Regions from separate parts of the Capsicum annuum genome. Here region 2 is linked to region 1. The links are chromatin contacts, called in public Hi-C maps. All regions are on one chromosome and are shown on one strand. Each heading gives the region's core, a stretch centred on a gene start, on an enhancer-like site or on the middle of the called end of the contact. The rest is flanking DNA. Distances are from core to core; before and after follow the strand shown.

Region 1 (4,342 bases), core at 615-3,114:
CTAGGTTGCGTACTTGCGCCAATTCTACTTGTAATTCCAGGATTTCCTGTTCCATTTTCATCATCATTTTGTTCAAACCAATGATACTATCCCCTTTTGAACTAATACCCTATTTTTCTCCAACGATGTGATAATCGCCCATTGTTTCTTTTCCTCAAGAACTTATAGGTAAAGGAGGAGGAGAGGGAGGAGCCCCTTTCGATCTAGTATGATAGGCCAGACAGCACAAATCAACCTTCCCCTCTTACAAACTCACAATTTTTCTTTGAGTACAAGATTAACAGGTACAGGTGACAGGAATCACTCCATCACGAAGAAGCATAATATACAATCCAACATCATGGCGAGAAGCCTCGCAGTCGATCCGACGACATGACAGATACGCTTTCTCATATTCTATTATCTTTACCGTTATGGTTGTTTACTACAATGTTCAATCCTCTACACACACATATATCTGCACTAATCATTTCTGCCAAGTCAAGCTAAAAGTGGCACGTATGGATCACGATCTCAAAATGCATGGAAAAGCCCAAAAGCCGATCCTACGATGAAAAGACAAACAGCCGATCACATGATTTTACAATGCATGGAGAAGCCCAAAAGTTGATCCCACGATAAGAAGCCAAGTAGCTGATCACACGATTTCACAATGCATGGAGAAGCCCAAAAGTTGATCCCACGATGAGAAGCCAAGTAGCTGATCACACAATTTCACGATGTGAAGCCAAGTAGCTAATCACACAATTTCACGATGCATGGAGAAGCCCAAATGCTGATCCCACGATGAGAAGCCAAGTGGTTGATCACATGATTTCACAATACATGGAAAATCCCAAAAGCTGATCCCACAATGAGAAGCCAAGTAGCTGATCACATGATTTCACGATGCATGGAGAAGCCTAAAAGTCGATCCTACAATGGGAAGCCAAGCAGCTGATCACACGATTTCACAATACAACAGATATGCTTTCTTTATTTTTGCATTCACGTTTAGTTTATCAATTATTTATTTCTTACATGTCTAACCGTTGTTATTTAGTGCGATGTAAAGATGCAGGTAACAGAGAAGGAATAACAAATAGAGACCAATGTTATTTAAGCGCGTCACCGCTTCTTCCAGTCCACGCACTACCACCTTCTTCACCGTCAAAAGCCAACCAATGATGAGAAGTCGTCGTTCCAGCCAGCCCCGCGAGAAACTGTTGTGGCTCTGCCCCCTTTGGCTCCGTCCCAGCGATCAATGCCGTCACCGGCGAAAACAGCCACGCCACCAACAGTCATTCTTATCGCTGACGCTGCCATTATAGTGTCCTTGACTCCGATTGAAGTTCGATATAAAGGAATTTACAAGTACTTGCCAGATTTATCAATGTCAATTCGTTGCAGGTTTTTTTTTTTCAAGTTTTACATGAATCTACCCCTATTTTCTTTTATTGTTTTTTTGTGTCTCCTTTGCTCATAGATTCAAATTGATTACGTATGCCTCTGAACATTGGTTCAACTTCTTTGAATTTCTGATTGTTTACCCATCTAGAGCGAAATATATGAAAACCCCAAATTCATATGATTTTTTCTTTAACCTCAATTTCTTTTGTGGAATTTGATTTAAACGAGGTGCTTGTTTTTCTCACTGATTATTGTATATTTGCTTGATTCTTGACAAATATTAGTTGCTTGATTTTTGTTGAATAAAAGGGTTGACCCTCTTGGTTAGATTTGATAGGTATTCTAGTCAATTTTGATTCTTGAATATTTGTAACTGATTTCTAATTGACTATTTCTCCTCTCTTAAGATTGTGGCTTATTGATGTTTATGACACATTTATATTATATTACTCTTTAATGGCACATTGAGTTCGTACCCAATTAAGGGATTGTGATTTTTGGTGATTGATTGTTTTCTCGGTAAGGCAAGTAGCAGATATTCCCACGTGAGTGCCTTCATATTTTGCCTACATATTTATGGTAAAACTGGATAATTTTTCTACCTTAATTGACTATTTGACTGATTTTAAAATATTATTTTCCTTTTACTTTTCCTTAATTACCTAAAAATATTCTCCCTTCCTTTTATGTTTAGGCTGATTTGTTTTTCCCTCACTATATAAACAACCTCTTCTTTCAATTAACACAGTTCTGAAGTTCCACAATTACAATTACAATTGCAATTATAATTACTTCTCTCTTAAACAAAACATCTGCTATTTTAATACGAGGCAATTAGATACTTGGTTTCTTTTGGTTTTCCTTCGAGGCTTACTAGAAGCATCCTGCTATTATTCTTACAAGTGCTTGACTCTATTTATTTCTTTTACTTGCTGCACTAGTAAGTCTCTCATCAATGTATTTACATACTAGAAAGCATGTCTATAGGATTAGTTGAAACAATTGTTTGCTCCTTATATGTTGTGTCGTGTTTAATCGTTTCAATATGCCAGACCATGTGTGTGTTTGTCCCGTGCTTGCATAGTTCTTCTATTATATTCAACAGGTGTTATTGGGAGGGGGTTCCGAAGAGTCCCCGAGATGATGAATTGACTATGTTATGCTTCATAGCTAGTTGTTTTTCTTTCTTCTTATTTTACTTATTATCTGGTTTGTAAAATTTGTAAATACATTATTGTTATTGATGTAATAATAAATTTGGGGGACTGCTTCGGGGGTCTGAGACTTACATGCTCTATGAACGGTATAGATAGGCACAACCTAGGGTTTACGTGCATTACATGCTACGTGGGTCATTTAGGTACAAGCTTAAGATTTATTAATAAGTGAATCATTATCCACGGTTTATTAAATATTCCTGAACTTATGAAAATTGGCATACTAAATTATTTGACATCAAGCATATTAGTATTTTAGCATGCTCGTACACTATTTGACATCAAGCATATTAGCATATTGATGGCATGTTAACATATAAATATATTTCTAGCATGTTAAACATTAAGTGTTAGGCATCTTAGCATGTCATGGCATTATATTCCTTGACACATTTATCACACTTTTGACACCCTCTTTTAATACTTAACAACACATTGTTGCATACACAAATCACAGTTGTCTTCTATCACCATTTGTTGAACATTAGATATCACACCTATAGGTTAATAATTAATGAGTAATTATTTGTCTTCGCATGTTAATCACATTAATTGACGTTAATTAATCAAGAGGCTAACTTGGGATTCTTATGTGCTACTTGCTCTCCAAAGTGTTACGCGCTTCGAGTCCTAGGCAACATAACTTTATTTTTGTCTAGAACACAAATCCAAAATAGTAAAGTCCAATGCCTCTTGGACGATAGGTGGGACGATAAGTATTACTAAGAGACGTTAGTTTTATCCTTGTTATAGAACGCCCTTAGACCTGACATCTAGCCTAGGTCGGGTGGAATGGGTAGTCATTCGAAAGTGATGATCCCAACGAAAAATTAATGGTAAGACTAATGACATTGTTACTTGTCTAAGAGTTCGGCCGATGGGTCGAATGATGATTAAACAAGTTGGGGTTCTGATCCGAATGAAACCAAAACATTTCTTTGTTTGACTTGGACAAATTATTTTTATTCTCTTATTTACCTTACATGTTCATTAATGTGGGGTAGTTAATTTATTATAAATCAGTCCCCTTTGTTGTAAATTATGTTATTTCTTTCTCCTCGCTTATCTGATTTACATATTTTTATTGATTTTATCACTTAGATGATTAATAGACATAATTAAGTGAAATGTTTGTTAATTTCTTTATCACCTAGATAAACATTAAATTAATAATAAAATAAGAGACCTTTATTTGATCGCATAAAATCCCCACGTAAAGTATGAATTCGGCCGGAAACCACCTTTATGGACCTCGAAAGGTGACTAACACCTTTCTTTTGAAGTAATTTAAACCCTTACCCGAACTCTGGTGAACTAAGACTAAACAACAAAATAGGTTTATAGTAGCCTAGACCGGTGCCCTAACGCACCTTAATAATACGTTAGGTGGCAATTCTTCACACTCTACCTTCAAACAATCCCAAAAAGAGTTTGTCACGTCGAATCCCACTTTCTGGGAGGAAAATGGGGTGCGACAGTATGCCAATATGAAAATTCTACCTCAAACTCAAATATACTACTAAAATGTTCTCTGAATGTTCTAGATATTCGGTTGGTAACATATTGACAAGATCAAGTTACTTGAAAACAAGGTTGAAACATTAGAGAACAACTTCATCCTTGACAACTTTACTAGCAATAGAACAACCTTAAATCCAATGCAGAGCTAATTATAGCTTACAAAAAGGAAGAATCCTTCTAGAAACAAAAGTCCAAAATCAAATGATTTATTGAAG
Region 2 (3,871 bases), core at 1,322-3,821, 76 kb after region 1:
CATCATTGTACTCGAGCCTGATTTTGAAAGATCTAACGAAATTTTGAAACCCAAGAGGACTGGAAGCAAACACCACATTGGTGTTCCAAATCAGGATAAATTTTTGTGTTTTTATTTCCATTTGTTTGTTTACTTATTTGTTTACTTAAATCTAATCTGATTTGTGAAATATACTGATTTACAGGCAAGTCAACTGAAAAGACTCAACAGCTGACTCACAGAAATTTTTAATTCGCCTCCTCTTGAATTTTATCAAGGAAATAGAGAGATTGACGAGAATGTTATGCACCGAATTGGTGCAGGGTGCTTGAAGTGGAGGCTTGATTCAGGAGTCTTGTATGATAAGAAGGTGCCTCCTAAACTTAACGATAAGTTCTACAGAATGATAGTCCGACTGACTATATTGTATGGAGTGGAGTGTTGGCTTGTTAAGAACTCTCACGTACAAAAACTTAAAGTGGCTCAGATAAGGATGTTGAGATGGATATGTGGACTTACCAAGATTGATAGGATTAGAAATAAGGTCATTTGAGAGAAGGTGAAAGTGACATCGGTGGAAGATAAGATGTGAAAAAGTAGTTGCGATGGTTCAGACATGCGATGAGGAGGCACGCATATGCTTTGGTATAGAGGTCTGAGAGGCTGACTATGAATGATTTTAAATAGAATAGAGATAGACTGAAAAATCTTAAGAGGGAAGTAATTAGGCATACAGGGCCGGCCATAGGGTAAAGGCGGATGAAGCAACCACTTTAGGCTCAAAATTTCTAGGGGCCCAATTTTGGGTATTACCTGGTAAACTTTGAGGTTAAAATTGTAGGAGATTAGTTTTCATTTTTAAATATATTAAAAATTTTGAAGTAAAAATGTAGAACACGTTTTTTTTATAAAAAAGGGTAAGGTAATATTTTGATAGTAATTGACGTGGCTGTTTGTACTTTAAATGGAAAAGGTTGAATGTAAATACTTATCTTTTGCTTTTACGTCAAATTACTTGTTTACCATTTTTAAACTTTCGTTCCTTACTCAGTGATTTGTTTTCAAAGGCCTTATATTTTTCTTTCACTTTTCTCATACGCCCTCTAACTCAATTTTTACTTTTTTTTCTCCTTTTTTTTAATTTATTCGAATTCAAGTATTAGTTAAGCTATATATATAACTTAAATATAAAATGTTTGATATAATTTTCAGTAAGATATAAGAATTGTATAATATAAGGTCCAGTAAGATATAATAGGTAAAGGATGCGATTGAATTAAGATATTTGGTGTTCTTTTTATGTTTTGCTCACATTTCAAATGTTTCAACAATTATGCTGCAAATGGTTACATTTTGATATTAAGTTTTCAACTTCTTAAATCTAAACTCATCTAATTTTTCATCAAAGCTATTTTAAATATTTTCATTTTATAGCTGTATTTTGTGTATAATTGTTTGTTAGAATCTATATATCTCAACGATTAATTATATTATCAATTGAAAAATAATTATTAGAACTAACTATATAAGAATTAGTCACACAAAAATCTAAAAAGATAAACTTCAAAACAAATCATATTAAATTTTTATTTAATTCTTAAGGCCTCAAATTAATTTTTTTGCTTTAGTCTACGAACTTTCATGAGGTGCCCCTGTAGGCATAATATGGAACAGTTATAACTTACAAAGGACATGACCCTTGATAGAAATGTGCTGAGGACGCGAATTAGGGTAGATGGTTAGTGGGTATGAGTGCATCCGTAATAATAGGGAGGAGTGCTTTATTTGTGTTTGTGCATGTAGTTTCTTGTTCGTAGTGTTGATATTTGTAATCTTGAATAGATATTTTATGGTATTAGTTTATCAGTGTTTTGTTTCTTTTATTATTTAACAGTGTGTTATCTCATTTTGTTGTTTTTTATTTGTTATATTGTTATCTGTTTCGAGCCAGGATCTCGAAAACATTCTCTCTACTTCATTTGAATTAGTGATATGAACTGCGTACACGTCATCCTTTTCAAACCCCACTTTATGAAAATATACTGAATATATTATTGTTGTTGTATTCCTCTCAATTTAACATTTATTTTTGCATACATTTTAATATCTCTATATTTATAATTAAGGTGTAAAAAGTGAAAATAAATAATTAACGATGTCTTGATTTTTTTAAAATGATAAATATTAAATCAGAAAGAGGATTTGAAGAGAGTATAAGATGCGAAAGGAAAAAGGTAAAATAACAGCAGACAACTTAATTTACCATAACTATTTAAAATTTTAATTTTTTTAAATAATTATATAAATCCTAATTTTACTTATAAGCTCATCTACACCATTAAAGGAAATAATGTATTTGTAAAGTTAAGTGATGTATTTGTGCAAAATTAAGTGATGTATAAATAAATTAGAGATTTTTAATAATTTTGAAAAAAAGTTAGAAATAGAAAGTAATTAGGTTGAGATTTATATAAGTTTTTTTTTTTTTTTTTGAAAAGGGGGGAAAAAAAAAAAGAACAGGTGGGGGCTTTGACTAAAAAGGGACCACAAGCAGAGACTTATACATCTGTATGCATAATAATATTGTGATTTGTGAAGTCGAATAGGAGAAAAGCAAAATAAATAAAAACAAAATAAAGATATGCACAAAAAGCCATATACCTCTGCAAGCAAAAAGCAGTCCCAGTTCAACATCTTTAAAGGTTGTAAAAGAAGAAAATCTCCGATCCAATTTAGGCAACCATAACTCTATGTAGTTTTCTCACTTGCACAAATCCATCATTTCTGTAATTTCCGTTTTCTCTTTTCACCATGCCATCTCGTGAACTGCGTTCACTACCACCGCCACCGCTGCAGCTGTCGCCGGCTGTTCACCGTCAGAGCCACAATCTATTGCCACCACTTGCCGGAGGAATAGCCGCTGCCGCCTCCCTCCTTATTCTCTTCACTTTCTGCTTCCGGAAAATCAGCCTGAAGAGAACCGTACCCTCTTCCGATTCCGAGTCAAAACCTCCCCATCGATTCTCATACAACTCACTACGCCGCGCTACTTCTAACTTCTCTCCATTGCTTCGGTTAGGCCAAGGCGGGTTTGGGCCAGTCTACAGAGGAACTGTCAAAAGCCCGAGTTCCAACTCCAATGTCTCTGTTGCCGTTAAAGTTATGGACTCAGGGTCCTTACAAGGCGAGCGTGAATTCCAAAACGAGCTATTTTTCGCTGGAAAAATCGATTCGAAATATATTGTGTCAACTATCGGTTTCTCGTCTGACAAAAGAGGCCGTCGTATGTTGCTGGTTTATGAGCTTTTGGTTAACCGGAGTTTACAGGACTGTCTTTTGCATCGCAAGTGTAGTGAATTGAAGGATTGGAAAAAGAGATTGTCGATTGCTATTGATATAGCTAAAGGGTTAGAGTATTTGCATCATTATTGTGACCCACCAACGATTCACGGTGATATAAAGCCTAGTAATATTCTATTGGATGATAATTTCAATGCAAAGATCGGTGATTTTGGATTGGCAAGGTTGAAAGTAGAGGATCACGTTGAGATTGAAGTGAGAAAGGAGAGTCCTTTGGGAGGACTGGGGACTGAGGATAATGGGTCGGTGGCTGAGGATACAGAGAGTGTGATTACTGTTAATGGTGTAGATGAGTTTCACAGAGGAGTTGAGCAGTCGCCGGAGAGTTTTGTTAAACTCGAGGCGTCGCCGGAGACGGTTGTTACTGGGGTGGAATTGTCACCTGAGGCCCCTGTGGTATCTCCAAGAACGGTGGCAGCTATGGCGTCTCCATCTGAGGGTCTAGAAAAAACGAGTCTTTCCGAGGGTAATTTTGATCGGTCAAGTATAGACAGTGGGATTGAAATTGGTCATAAGAAGAGTGGGGTGAAGA

Evidence for each region. Hi-C and Micro-C count contacts between places; a contact is called where the count stands out from the background.
Region 2: a Hi-C map of leaf shows a contact between it and region 1, with 2.2 times the contacts expected there. The contact joins the promoter of LOC107863366 here to the enhancer-like site in region 1. A contact is called at or near these places in 3 of 5 Hi-C or Micro-C datasets (bud, leaf and placenta).

Annotation. Positions count from the first base shown.
Region 1 is chr3:184,893,012-184,897,353 of UCD10Xv1.1, forward strand. No RefSeq gene overlaps it. Among protein-coding and RNA genes, the nearest start is that of LOC107863365, 12 kb to the left of the region's middle. Within about 2 kb of position 1,865, at least 5 of the 5 cell types and tissues checked have an H3K27ac peak or open chromatin away from gene starts, as enhancers often do. A contact at or near this core is called in bud and leaf, where this site is marked.
Region 2 is chr3:184,968,159-184,972,029 of UCD10Xv1.1, forward strand. LOC107863366 (receptor-like serine/threonine-protein kinase At4g25390) reads left to right here and starts at 2,572. Exons shown (of 1, transcript XM_016709249.2): 1 at 2,572-3,871. The coding sequence starts at 2,791.